3 separate regions of the Zea mays genome follow, and all the other regions are linked to region 3. A link is a contact called in public Hi-C data. All regions are on one chromosome and are shown on one strand. The core of a region is the stretch at or near the end of the contact, and the rest is flanking DNA. Distances in the headings are between cores, read along the strand shown. Region 1 has its middle 3.5 kb from the start of LOC111590012. Region 2 holds the start of LOC100276701. Region 3 holds the start of LOC100285274 (peroxidase 68).

Region 1 (4,296 bases), core at 1,204-3,703, 150 kb before region 3:
GCTGAGGCGACGTCGTCGGGGCGATGGTCCAGCGTCCAGCTAAGACGGACGGGACGGAGCACGAGCGGAGCGGCGCGGCGCACGCCGTAGCCCGTAGAGTTGGTTTGGTTGGTCTAGAATCCAGATCGCACACGTTCGTCCGTTCGCATGCATGTGCCGTGCCGGCCGGCCCGGTGGCGGTGGCGAGGCCGAGGCCGGGCTTTTTCCTGTAGCGTCGCGGTCCTCCGTCCGTCCGTCCGATCCACCAGCTCCATGCACTGCATTGCGTCTCATGTTCTCATCTCATCTCCGGCAAGCCACGGTATGTACAAGTACACCGATTGGATCTGGATGAGAGGGTGACTGGATCGTGCATGTGGTCGGTCAAAGCTGCGGGAGGCGGCTGTCACGGCTTCTCGCTCGCTGGCAGTCAAATCCGCGCCTCGGCGGCGGGTGCAGACACGCAGTCAAACCTGGTTTTGGGGGACATCTCTGCTCGTCCAAGTTAACCAGGCTGGCGATGGCCAACGAGCTAGGTAGCTAGGCCATGGCCTGATGGCCAATTGGCCATTGCATTGCATTGCACCTTTCGATGGAAAAAGCATCAGTGGCAGTATAAACAAAGCCCTCCCGTGCCGAGAACGTCCGGGACCTTTCGGAAGACCCGGAGCCCCTGCCGCCGCCTGCGCCTCCCAGCCAGCGACCGGCCGTCGTCGTCTCTCGGAGCCGCAGCCGCTGCAGCAGTGTCCAGCGTGGCGCAGCGGCACAGGTCGGCCGGCGCAGGCAGCAGCTACTACTCCTACACGGGCTACGCCATGACCGGGGGCGGCGAATAGGCTTTGACTGCACCTACACCCTTGTCCGCGTCCAGAGTCCAGACATAATCGAAGATTTTTTTTCCTGTGGATTACGATGGCATGGGAGCCATTTTCGCCTAGGATAATTAGGGGTGTTTGGTTTATAAGGACTAATGTTTAGTTCCTAGATTTTATTTTATTTTAGTTCCAAAATTACTAAATATAGAAACTAAAACTTTATTTTAGTTTTTATATTTAGCAATTTATACACTAAAAAGAAATAAAATAAAGGGACTAAACATTAGTCCCTATAAATCAAATACCCCTTAATCTCTCTGCCCTACTTCCGCCTTCCGGTAGGTACAGGCAGGCACCTACAGTGCCGTGCAGGTCTGCAGCACCGCCATGCTGCGAACCGCTGCCGGGGAAGTACACATGCGACGACAAGTCGCGAGCGGAGCGGCCGCCGGCCGGGCAGGCAAAGCTATTTATTCCGTGATGTGAATGCTCAGTGCTCTACTGCGCACAGCGACGACCGCGACGTCGCGCCATCAGCAGCAGCAGCAGCTCGCTTGCGGAACTTGACTGCCATCTATCTGCCTCTCTCTGTACCAACTGCTCTGTGACCAGTTATTAATTTATTATCTTTATATTCTTCTTTTTTTTTTAAAAAAAGAACTTCTCTACTCGGACAGAAAACACACGCTTTTAGATGACTTGATCCCTCGAGTGCAGATTAAAAAGCCGGCTTCTCCGCGCTGCAACTCTTCACTCAGCCATGTGAGCTAGGGAGCTAGCTGCATGTAAAAAAGATAGAGAGAGGTATGTTGGGGCGAACGCGAAGACGCCATCCTTCACTTGATGCCTTCGTCAATCTCACCGAACCAACGGAGGCTAAATGGTCGGCAGTTTCCACCCTTCGTCCAATACGCTGCAAGACGAAGACCTACGACGAGGTCGCTCCGTCTCACGGCCTCGTCCAACGCGAAGACCCACATAGAATTCGGCCTATTGTAATAGGCCCCGCGCGGCCGAGGGCATTACGGGCCCAGTTTGTGAAAGCTTTTATGTAATGACAGTTTGTAACCCTACTTTATTGGAATATTCCGGGGATGACCTAGGTGCCTGAGGGCACATGCGTCCTTAATCCATGACGCTGGGCACTCGGACACCTATAAATACCCCCGTACAGTGCCTTTGAGAGGCTAGATTAACAGAGCAATTGCCTTCTTGAGCTAAAACCTTGTTTGTATCCCTTTCACTTTTCTGTTGGATCAACTTGCTCGAGAGAGCAAGTTCCAAAAAGACAAAAAAAAAACCTAACTTGAGTCAGTGGAAATTGGAAAAGAGCATAAGTACCAAAGAGAATTGGAAAAGAGCATAAGTACCAAAGAGACATAGGTAGAGAGAAACCTAACTCGAGTAGCAGGGAGCATGCACTCCGTATTATTGTCCTCTTTTCTCCTCTCTCCGAATATAGGATACTGTCACGATCTGATCGGGAACAGGACTACAGCTACTGCTGCTACAGGAGTACTGGTAGTGGTAGCTACTAGGGTTCATCATCGAATCTAACGACAAGCTGGAGACGCCGTTAATCACGGCACAGGCGCGGTGGATCATGTGGTGGGGCCATCATCGCCATCGGCTGAGTTGAGTGCCGTCGTCGTCCGTCCAGAACAGGCGCAGGCAGGACAGATGGTGTCACATCCCGCATTGACCGGAACAGGGCGCCTGACCCTGACCCCGACCCCCTCGGCGCCGATGTGTCGAACCCGCCGGCTCGGCGCCCCATCCGTGAGTCCGTGACCCGGACGCGGGATCGGCTGCTGGCACGGAGACGTTCAGCGGCAGCGCTGCGTCCTGCTGCCACCCCTCTTCTGTTTGGCTGTTTGGGAACGCAGTGCTGCAGCTGCAGCCTGCAGTAGCGGCCGAAAAGGAAGGATGGGCGTGTCCACTCTTCGCTCGCTCTTCGCGAAGAAGAGGACGAAAGGGTGCTTGGAGGCCTTCTGAAAGGCCTACCGGGCCTCTGTTTTTGGGCCTGTGTTTCACGGAGCAAATTTCGGGCTGCCTTCACTCTCCCTACTGGGCCAAGGAGGACGACAAGCATGGCTTATATAGCTTCATGCTTTCTGCTTGCTGCACTTATGCACTCGACTCCTTGGCTCGATGCTATCTATCTACTGTCTGCGAGTTCCTTCCAAACAAAAACATACTATTAGGACTACTTTGAAAACTCTAATTTCCTAAGGATATTGGAGAGGAAATTAGTTTATTTATACCTCAATCTTCTCCAATCCAAAAGAGGATTTAAAGTTTCCAAAGTAGTCTCAAGAGATTTTTATTTTCCTAAGGTAAAATAAATTAATTTCTCTTAAAAAATGAAAATTTATTGGAAAAAATAGGGTTTCCAAACTAACCCTCACCGTGGGACGGTGGGAGCGTAAGAACCAGTCACTTATCCCAGTAGAGAATGACGTTAACGGTCTCTCTCTCTCTCTATCTGAAAGCAGTACGTTCCTGTACTTGCATAGTTGCATGACATGCAGAAATAGCGCAGTGTCGCTGCCCCGCTGCGTGCCGATTGTCGTAAAACGTCCATGTCTGTACGTGCCAGCCCCAGCCAGCCTTTACAGAGACAAACGCTCCAGCTAGTTACTACTAAGTATCCAGCTAACAACAGCCTTTGGGTTTTCCCATAACTTTTACAATACACTAAAATATATAGGGCTGGACAAAATGCCCGTGGCTCGTCGGCTCGTTCGATTCGGGATGAGCTTGATTGAATCAGGTCATTTGATTTTTCTTTTCACGAGCTGAGCTGATAATCTAGCTCGGTTCGTTAGTAAGCCAGTTCGGTTTGTTAACGAGCTAGCTCGCGAGCTAAACGAGCTATCACATTTCAGCAAAAACAAAACTATATGTATATCATTTACGTACCATTGATGAACACGCTATATATATGTGTGGTGTCTATGACATATGAGTTAAACTAATGATGGATGAATTTGAGAACACCTAGAGGGGGGTGAATATGTATTCTTGTAAAATCAAACACTAAATAGCCACAAACTTGGTTATTAAAGTGTTAGTGCGACTAAGTAGCTTTGGAGCGAGTTCTTGTGAACACAACAATCACAGAGAAAGCAACACAAGAGACACACGATTTTTATCCCGTGGTTCGACCAAGTAACACTTGCCTACTTTCACGTTGTGGCGTCCCAATGGACGATGGTTGCACTCAACCCCTTTCAAGTGATCCGATGATCAACTTGAATACCACGATCTTTTCCTTTAGAGTATTTTCCCGTTTGCGAGGAATCTCCACAATTTGGAGCCTCTCGCCCTTACAAAGTTATGATCACAAAGAAAGCACAAGAGTAAGGATGGGAGAGCAATGCACACAAGACTCAAATCCGCAGCACAACCACGCACACAAGAGAAGAAGTGAGCACACAACCATAGCGCGAGGAGTTTACAACTCGAAGTGCTCAAATCTCAAGAACTATGATCCGATTGC
Region 2 (4,149 bases), core at 662-3,161, 130 kb after region 3:
TTCTTGCGCTCATGGGGCTTAGAAGTGACGGACATGGTGTCGGAGCCGAAGGTGGATGGCGACGAGGAATCGGTCTCGTAGTAGACCACTTTCTTCATTTTCTTCTTCTTGTTGTCACTCCGATGTGACTTGACGCGTGGAGGTGATTCCTCCCTTCCTTTGGCGTCGGACTCCTTTGATGGAGCCTTCCCGTGGCTTGTGCCCGTTTCCATTTCCCTCTTGGCGGATCCTCCCGACATCACTTCGAGTGGTTAGACTCTAATGAAGTACCGGGCTCTGATACCAATTGAAAGTCGCCTAGAGGGGGTAGATAGGCGGAAACTGAAATTTTCAACTTCAAACACACTATAAGCCGGGGTTAGCGTTAGAATAAAATCTGAGTCCGAGAGAGAGGGGAAAACAAATCAACCAAGAAAGTAAAGCGGATGACACGGTGATTTATTTTACCGAGGTTCGGTTCCAAAGAACCTAGTCCCCGTTGAGGTGGTCACAAAGACCGGGTCTCTTTCAACCCTTTCTCTCTCTCAAACGGTCACTTCGATCGAGTGAGGCTTCTTCCTTAATCTCAAGGGTCACTTAGACCCAGCAAGGATCACCACACAATTGGTGTCTCTTACCTCGCTTACAAAGCACTTGAGAGTAAGAAGTGACAAAGAAAAGAAAGCCAAGCCAAGCAAACAAGAGCAACAAGGAACACAAAGAATCCTCTCACAAGTCCTAATGCGCTAGAGTTGAATTTGGGACTTTGAGTGGATCGATCACTTGAATTGTGTCTTTGGAGTGAAGTGTATTGCTCTTGTATTGAATGCACTGTTGTGAATGCTTGGATGGTTGGAGTGGAGGTGGTTGGAGGGTATTTATAGCCTTCAACCACCAATTCAACCGTTGGGGTTGGCTGCTGTCGATGGGCCGGTGCGCCAGCCACGTCACCCAACCTTTAGGGTTTGGGCGGTTTCGACCGTTGGAGCTTTGTCTTCTTGTGGCACCGGATAGTCCGGTGCCGCACCGGACATGTAATATGCACTGTCCGGTGCGCCTCTGGCGGCTGCTTTGACTTCTGCGTGAACTGTCCGCGCACTGTATCATAGCAGGTGACCGTTGCGCTGGCTAGCCGTTGCTCCGCTTGGTGCACCGGACAGTCCGGTGAATTATAGCGGAGCGCGGCCACAGAAACTCGAAGGTGAAGAGTTCGCATCTGTACGGTCCTGGTGCACCGGACAGTGTCCGGTGCGCCAGACCAGGGCACCCTTCGGTTTTTTTTGCTCCTTTCTTTTTGAACCCTAACTTGATCTTTTTATTGATTTGTGTTGAACCTTTAGCACCTGTAGAATATATAATCTAGAGCAAACTAGTTAGTCCAATTATTTGTGTTGGGCATTAAACCACCAAAATTATTTATAGGAAAAAGTTAAACTTTATTTACCTTTCAAGAAGACATAAAATGATGGAGATGGTTGTTTGGGTTTATCTATGAAGTCCCACCATCCTACCACGGCACCACGCCAAACTCCAGCAACTGACACGTGAGCCTCGAGGCAGCCATGTGTTAGTGACACATCAGGTGACATCTTGGTTCACCAAGCTTATGACAGCGAAGCCATTTTTTCTTTTCACTTTGCTGCCACTACCACTTAACCTGTGAATAAAAATGTGATTCTACTAGCTCCTATATATAATCTCTCCGTTTGTCGCTATCATATTTATGTCGATCATTTTTTTTATTTTAGTTAAAGCTATAAATTTATTTATCAATATTTATATTTTCAAATTAATTATTATAAAGATAAGTTGAACAATTTATTTATAGTTTATTAAAATTAGAAGTATTTTACTAGTAGAAAAGTGACAACTATTTTTATTAGTTCTATTAAGGCCCATAAAGGCCTGTTTCGCTTGACTTCACAGCTCGCCACGGCCAATCAGGAGTCCAAAGGCCACATGTATCAGAGCACGTCCGTCGCCCCCTGGACCACGCAGCCGGCAGCCCAGAGCCGGAGAGCCCAGTGAAACAGAGCCGGTGAACGCAGCCCAGTCAGTGAGCCCCCCGATCCCGACTCCGGCGATCTCCCCAACCCCATGGCCTCCGCCGGCGAGGCCCCCAGCACGCTCCTCCGCTTCCTCTACTTCGTCGGCGCCGGAGGTACCTTCAGCCCTACATCTCGTGCATGCGTTCCCGCTCCTCCCGTGTGCTTCGCCGCGTGACGCCTCCCGTTTCTCTTCCCCAGTAATCTGCACCAAGGCCATCAACACCTATCGCGACTACGAGCACAAGAAGGAGTCCACCGCCGCCCTCGCCGCCGCCGAATCGGCGTTGGCTGCTGCCGCGGCGGCCGAGCCCGCTCCTGCAACCGCCGCCGCGAAGCCCTGATTGTGGACGAGGGCCTGTCTTCGGCGGTTAGGGTTCTCGGAATGTTGCTCTCCATAGGGGAGATAGATATTTTCTTTTGTTTCTGATGTTTCAGCTACGTGTATGTGCTCTTTTGGCTTGAATCAATCAGTAATAATACTTCTCTTCCTGTCTCGTGATCATGGTACTGCTGGCTTGAAATTTGTTACTACATAGTTTCCCTATGATGATTAATGTTATTGCACTTCTGTTAGCTAATTATCCATGACCGCGGTGCTTTGCCTTTTATTAATTCTGCGAGGAAAGAACCACAGTGTTGTTTTGTTTGCCATTGTGTTCTCTGATTTGGGTTGCTATGTCAATTGTAATTGAGGTATTAATTATGTTTCTGTAGTCTGTATAAGATGGTAGATGGCTAGATGCTATAGAGCTAGGTAGGTTTACAAGTAAGAATTGAGGTAATGTGTTGATTGAATTGGTGATTCAGATAAGGTTTAATTCTTCGAAGCTACTGCCTGCTGATCCCCTCCAAAGTTTCCAAGTAGGTCTAGTTTTTTTTTTGGTGAGAGAAATGGTGAAAAAGTAGCATTCAGGCAGGCTGTGTGAGCCACACAGATGATCAAAGGCCAACCACAACAAGACAATTATAACTCAATTGCTCAAAAGTAGTGCAGAGCACACAAGAAAAAGGGGGTTCAGGAGAAGTCTGAATAAAATTACGTTTCCTTTGATTGATGCCTTCTTTAGCCTGTGCTGCAACATCATCTGATCCTGATGAGAGGCTTTCACTTTGAAAGGTCCGGTGGTTTCTTTCTTTCCAAACATTCCACATGAAGCCATTGGTGCAGATTTATGCAGCATATATTACCCTGAAAGTCCTTTTATCTATACTTTGCTTGTGTTTAACAAATTCTGTGATAGTGGATGCGACATTTTTCAGTATCAGTAACTTTTGCCAAGTAAAAGGCAATCATAATTTATAGATTCATTGAGTTGATCTTATATTGTACAACAATGTTTTTTTCTGTTTAGTTACTGGACAGAATAAATCTTGTTTTTCATCTTGGACAAAGAATGTTTTTCATTTAGATACTTCGAAGATCCTCGTTTTGTTAGCTTCATTCACCTTGTTTTCTTAGCTTCATTTAGCAAGTAGGGCCAATATGACACAATGATGTTGGGTAGCACATCCTATTAATAGTTGTTGAATTGCAAAATGTTTGTGTAACAAAGGCACAATGCTTATATTTTTGGGCATAACATTTATATTATCTACCTTCATTTCATATCTGCAATAACATCGCCCATGTTTTATTTAGAAGTACCACCTCATTCTTTGCTCCATTGTCTATCACAAAAAATGCTGACTTAGTACTGCAAGAATCTGATGTCAAATTTTACATCTATATACAAGAAGTCAATAGTTTCTGATTCCTTGGTGATATAAACCTTTTATATTTTATATTGTACGTACGATCACTTAAAAGGTTATCATCAACCGTTTCATCTTTAAATTTAACTGAACAGTCTGGCAAAGAGGTATCCATATGTGGTGGTGCGCGAGATCTGAGAGGGGGCTGTTTAGTTTCTACTGTTATTTTCACCTCAATTCCCTCCAATCACGAGTGGGGTTTGAATTTTATAAACTAGCCCTTACCTTGGTATGAAACTGGCTGCACTATTCTTGATATGCTTTTATTCTACTAAAACTGCTACAATATATATCTGATAATTTCAAGCACACAAAATTTTGTCCAAAATCATTGAGATTACTTTCTCACGCACAATGTATCCACAACATC
Region 3 (4,252 bases), core at 653-3,152:
TCCCTACCCCCAGGGGAAGTCGAATCCCCGCTGCCTCCTTGAAAGAGAGATATCCTGAACCACTAGACGATAGCACCATATACAACCACTCGTCAGTATCAACTCTTTTCTTTAATTAATCGTTTTGCATTAATAATTTTGCCAAACTTGGTTGAAGAGCCAAGTAAAATGGAGTCGTTCTGTCCCAGTTTTGTTGTTGTTTGGTTACAAAATAACTAGAATGGAGTGGCTCCAATTAGGGAATATTCTCCTCATATCCGAAACCATCCAACTCCAAAAAATCAATGGGACGGAGCCGCTCTATTCCCAGCCCGCTCGCATAGCTCGCCCTCCCATCCGTGCGCACCAGCTCGCGCGCCTCCCTCTGCAACCAAACAAAAAACAGAACCGCTCCGTTCCAGCTTACCAAACATAGAACAGAACGGCTCCGTTCCTAAAATCAGGGATGGAACGATTCCGTTCTACTTAACTCCTCAACTAAACACTACATTTTCTAGTCTCCCAAATCTTCCAAATGATAGTACCACGGACGTCCGCCTGAATGGACTTTGGAACAAACACCGGAGGTAAGAATGGAGCACAGTAGTATGCATCATCTACCATTATACTCTCTTCGCTCCAATTTATAATTCGTTTGATTTGTTTTGTACCAAATTCAACTGGCTCGTCATATTTATATTTTACGAAAAATGAAAAATTCAAAGTCGTTCTTAAAGTAAATTCTATACTAAATGATACCAAATCAAAAGTTAATAATAATTATGATTTTTAATAAGACGAACGGATAAAAATTATGTAAAAAATTCAAACGGATTATAAATTAGAAATGAGAGAATATATATGAATAGCTGGTTAGACTAATTGCACGTGACATGCCACGCCTCCCCGTTCCCACTGTCCCACGCACACAACACGTACAGAAGAAGATATCCATACATGTACACGGACGGACCGAGGTGTCAGTTGGTCGGAGATTTCTGAATTGAACACCTCACTGCTCATGAACGGCCGTGACCGTGGACACGAGAGAGAAAAAAGAGGTAATCCGATCCACATCCACCCACGAACACGAAGACTGTCCCACGCACACAACACGTACAGAAGAAGATATCCATACATGTACACGGACGGACCGAGGTGTCCGTTGGTCGGAGATTTCTGAATTCAACACCTCACTGCACATGAACGGCCGTGACCGTGGAGAGAGAGAGAGAAAAAAAAAGAGGCAAACCGATCCTGCGATCCACATCCACCCACGAAGACAGTTCTGGTGCGTGGACGACTGTGCTTGTGCGTGCCCTTAGGCCGCACATGGCACATGCCCGCCGCTGGATAGCACTGCTGCACGTACTGGGTACTGCTAGCGTCAGCGACATGCATTGCACCGTTGCACGGCGTGCGTGACAGCGTGATGGTGATGTCTGGTTGATGCTCGACTTGCTCTTGGTTGGTGCCAACTGCCCGGCGACGGGCGACATGGGACCTGCCATTGGCGCGGACGCGCGGCGCAGGGCAGCAGACTGAGTACTGGTCGTGCGTGCCTCCACTCCACGACCACCTGTAGCCCGCTCTATAGGCACCGCACCGCCGTGCGCGCTCGGTGACCTACCTGGAGCCTGGAGGACGCTACCGTCCACGGCCACGCAGCGCCCGCCGGATTGGCCGGTCAGCAAGGCCTGGACGCTGGCCGGGGTCAGGACACGACACACTGGCCGAACAAACCCATCTCTCGTCCCTTGCCCCCTACCGGCGGATAACGAGCGGCGCATGCAGATGCAGCCAGCCGGCAGGACCAGGACGCATGCAGATGCAGGCACCGTGACGCAATTGCATCCCGCTCTGCAGGCCAGAGCTGCAGGCAGGCGTCGGCGGCGGGGCGCCCACCCAGGACCCAGCGGCCCAGCCCACCATATATACCGCCCCGTCCCCGTGCGAGTGAGCGCTTCATTTAACGCTGTCGCTTTCGCTTCCACTCGCACTCCATGGGTGCGCGGGCGACGATGGGATGTTCGCCCTTGCTGCCCTTCCAAGCGCTCTGGCTCACAGCGGCCGTTGTCGCGGCGCTCGCGCTCGCGGCCGGCGCGCAGCCGTCGCCGTCGCTGTCGCCGGGGTTCTACGACGCGACGTGCCCGGGGCTGCAGCCCATCGTGCGCCGCGGCGTGGCGCGCGCCGTCCGGGCGGAGCCGCGCATGGGGGCGTCCCTCCTCCGCCTCTTCTTCCACGACTGCTTCGTCAATGTAAGACGACGGGCGCGAGGGAGTGGAGCGGTCACTCACTTCGCTTCACGCCTGTCGGTCGGTCGGTCGGTTTGTGCTGGTCCTCTCCTGACGTGTGTCCGTGCGTGTGGATGGATATGGATCGCAGGGCTGCGACGCCTCCGTCTTGCTGGACGACGTGCCCGGTAACTTCACCGGGGAGAAGAACGCGGGGCCCAACGCCAACTCGCTGCGCGGGTACGAGGTCATCGACGCCATCAAGGCCCAGGTGGAGGCGTCCTGCAAGGCCACCGTCTCCTGCGCCGACATCCTCGCCCTCGCAGCGCGCGACGCCGTCAACCTGGTCAGCGTTCCTGCTCGTCCTCTCTCCGGCTCCGTTTCCAAACAAACAAACAAACAAACAAACAGCTGCATGCGCCGCCTGACCGACCGTGTGCCGAGGTGCAGCTGGGCGGGCCGCGGTGGGCGGTGCCGCTGGGGCGGCGGGACGCGCGGGACGCGAGCGCGGGCGCGGCGAACGCCAACCTGCCGCCTCCGGACGCGTCGCTGCCGGCGCTGCTGTCCGCGTTCGGCGCCAAGGGCCTGGACGCGCGGGACCTGACGGCGCTGTCGGGCGCGCACACGGTGGGGCGCGCCCGCTGCGCGGTGTTCCGCGCCCACATCTACAACGACACCGCCACCACCGACGCCAGCTTCGCGGCGGGCCTCCGGGGCGCCGTCTGCCCCTACACGGGCGGCGACGCCAACCTGGCGCCGCTGGAGCCGCAGGCGCCCGACGCCTTCGACAACGGCTACTTCCGGGACCTGGTCGCGCGCCGCGTGCTGCTTCGCTCGGACCAGGCGCTGTACGGCAGCGGCGGAGACGGGGGCAACACCACGGACGCGCTCGTGCGCGCGTACGCCGCCAACGGGACGGCCTTCGCGGCCGACTTCGCCGCCGCCATGGTGAGGATGGGGAACCTGGGCCCGCCCGCGGCGAGCGCGGCCGCCGCCGAGGTCCGGCTCAACTGCCGCCGAGTGAACTGATCGTGCAGCCTGCCCGCGCGCGCCGCGCCATTTGCATAGATCAGTGGATTGGGTTACTTTCCTGGTGTACACTTGCTTCGATTCGATTCGCAGGAGTACGTAGTATGATTGATAAGCATGGATTTGAGGTTCGTTCTTGGCGTTCACGAATGACGAAGGAGACGACGTGCGGGGATCGCAAAAACGGCCGTTCCTGCGCCGGATTTTCGACCGCCCTCATGATTCCATCACGATCGAAAAGCGTGCGGGGGCCAAGGCGCAGGCTTTTCTGGACCCTGGGACAGCGTGTGACTGGGGCACGCATAACGCATCATGCAGACAGGAGATGGAGATAGATATCTGCCAGCTGCGCGCCGAGCGCCGAATCATAGACTGGCCCTGATAACGCAATGACAGAGGCGCGGGGGGGCGCAGCCTGGACGGGGGATGGCCGTGCCTGACATGTCGTGCCGGCGCGAGGGCCCCGTGAGGCGGCGTTGTTCGCTAGCGCGAGTGCGCGACGGTAGCTGCGGCGTGGATCACGCACGCCATACGTACGTAGTACATGCATGCATGGGTGTACATGCCTCCTGCATGTCACTTGCCGTTGCTGGTGGTGCAGCACGTGCGCCGCTTTATTGTCAGTTTGTCACCCTGCCATGGTGGCTGGTGGGTGCCAATGTGTCATGCGTGCCAAGGAACTACCACTACGTTCTCAGTGGATCTGAGACAAGAGGCGGCGGCGTATGCCTATTGCCTGGCGGCCCTGGTAGGCTGGTGCTCATGGTTTGATCGCCTCCGGCTACTACGCTGAACACGCGCCCTGGTTTTGCAGGTGCCCAGGGCCCCAGAACAACAGTTTAGCGGCCTTGAGGGTAATAGAAAGGCAGCCTTTTACTTCAGTCATGTGATCGCCATGGCGGCAAGCAGGCACGGTCCATAATTGATAGCAGACATGACAAGAGATCAAGAATCCTTTGCGAGTACGGGTACATGCAGACATGATAAGGTGGCTCAGGCGGCGCTGAGTG

What was found. A called contact is a pair of places that touch in the nucleus more often than the background predicts.
Region 1: a Hi-C map of leaf shows a contact between it and region 3, with 4 times the contacts expected there. The contact joins the enhancer-like site here to the promoter of LOC100285274 in region 3. A contact is called at or near these places in 3 of 25 Hi-C or Micro-C datasets (ear, endosperm and leaf).
Region 2: a Hi-C map of leaf shows a contact between it and region 3, with 7 times the contacts expected there. The contact joins the promoter of LOC100276701 here to the promoter of LOC100285274 in region 3. A contact is called at or near these places in 4 of 25 Hi-C or Micro-C datasets (bundle sheath, ear, leaf and 1 more).

Annotation. Positions count from the first base shown.
Region 1 is chr8:24,120,593-24,124,888 of Zm-B73-REFERENCE-NAM-5.0, forward strand. No RefSeq gene overlaps it. Among protein-coding and RNA genes, the nearest start is that of LOC111590012, 3.5 kb to the left of the region's middle. Within about 2 kb of position 2,454, at least 18 of the 20 cell types and tissues checked have an H3K27ac peak or open chromatin away from gene starts, as enhancers often do. A contact at or near this core is called in ear, endosperm and leaf, where this site is marked.
Region 2 is chr8:24,400,349-24,404,497 of Zm-B73-REFERENCE-NAM-5.0, forward strand. It overlaps LOC100276701, which reads left to right and starts at 1,912. Exons shown (of 2, transcript NM_001150426.2): 1 at 1,912-2,140; 2 at 2,226-2,607. The coding sequence starts at 2,077. The coding sequence ends at 2,368.
Region 3 is chr8:24,266,960-24,271,211 of Zm-B73-REFERENCE-NAM-5.0, forward strand. It overlaps LOC100285274 (peroxidase 68), which reads left to right and starts at 1,903. Exons shown (of 3, transcript NM_001158167.2): 1 at 1,903-2,237; 2 at 2,365-2,559; 3 at 2,664-3,372. The coding sequence starts at 1,983. The coding sequence ends at 3,242.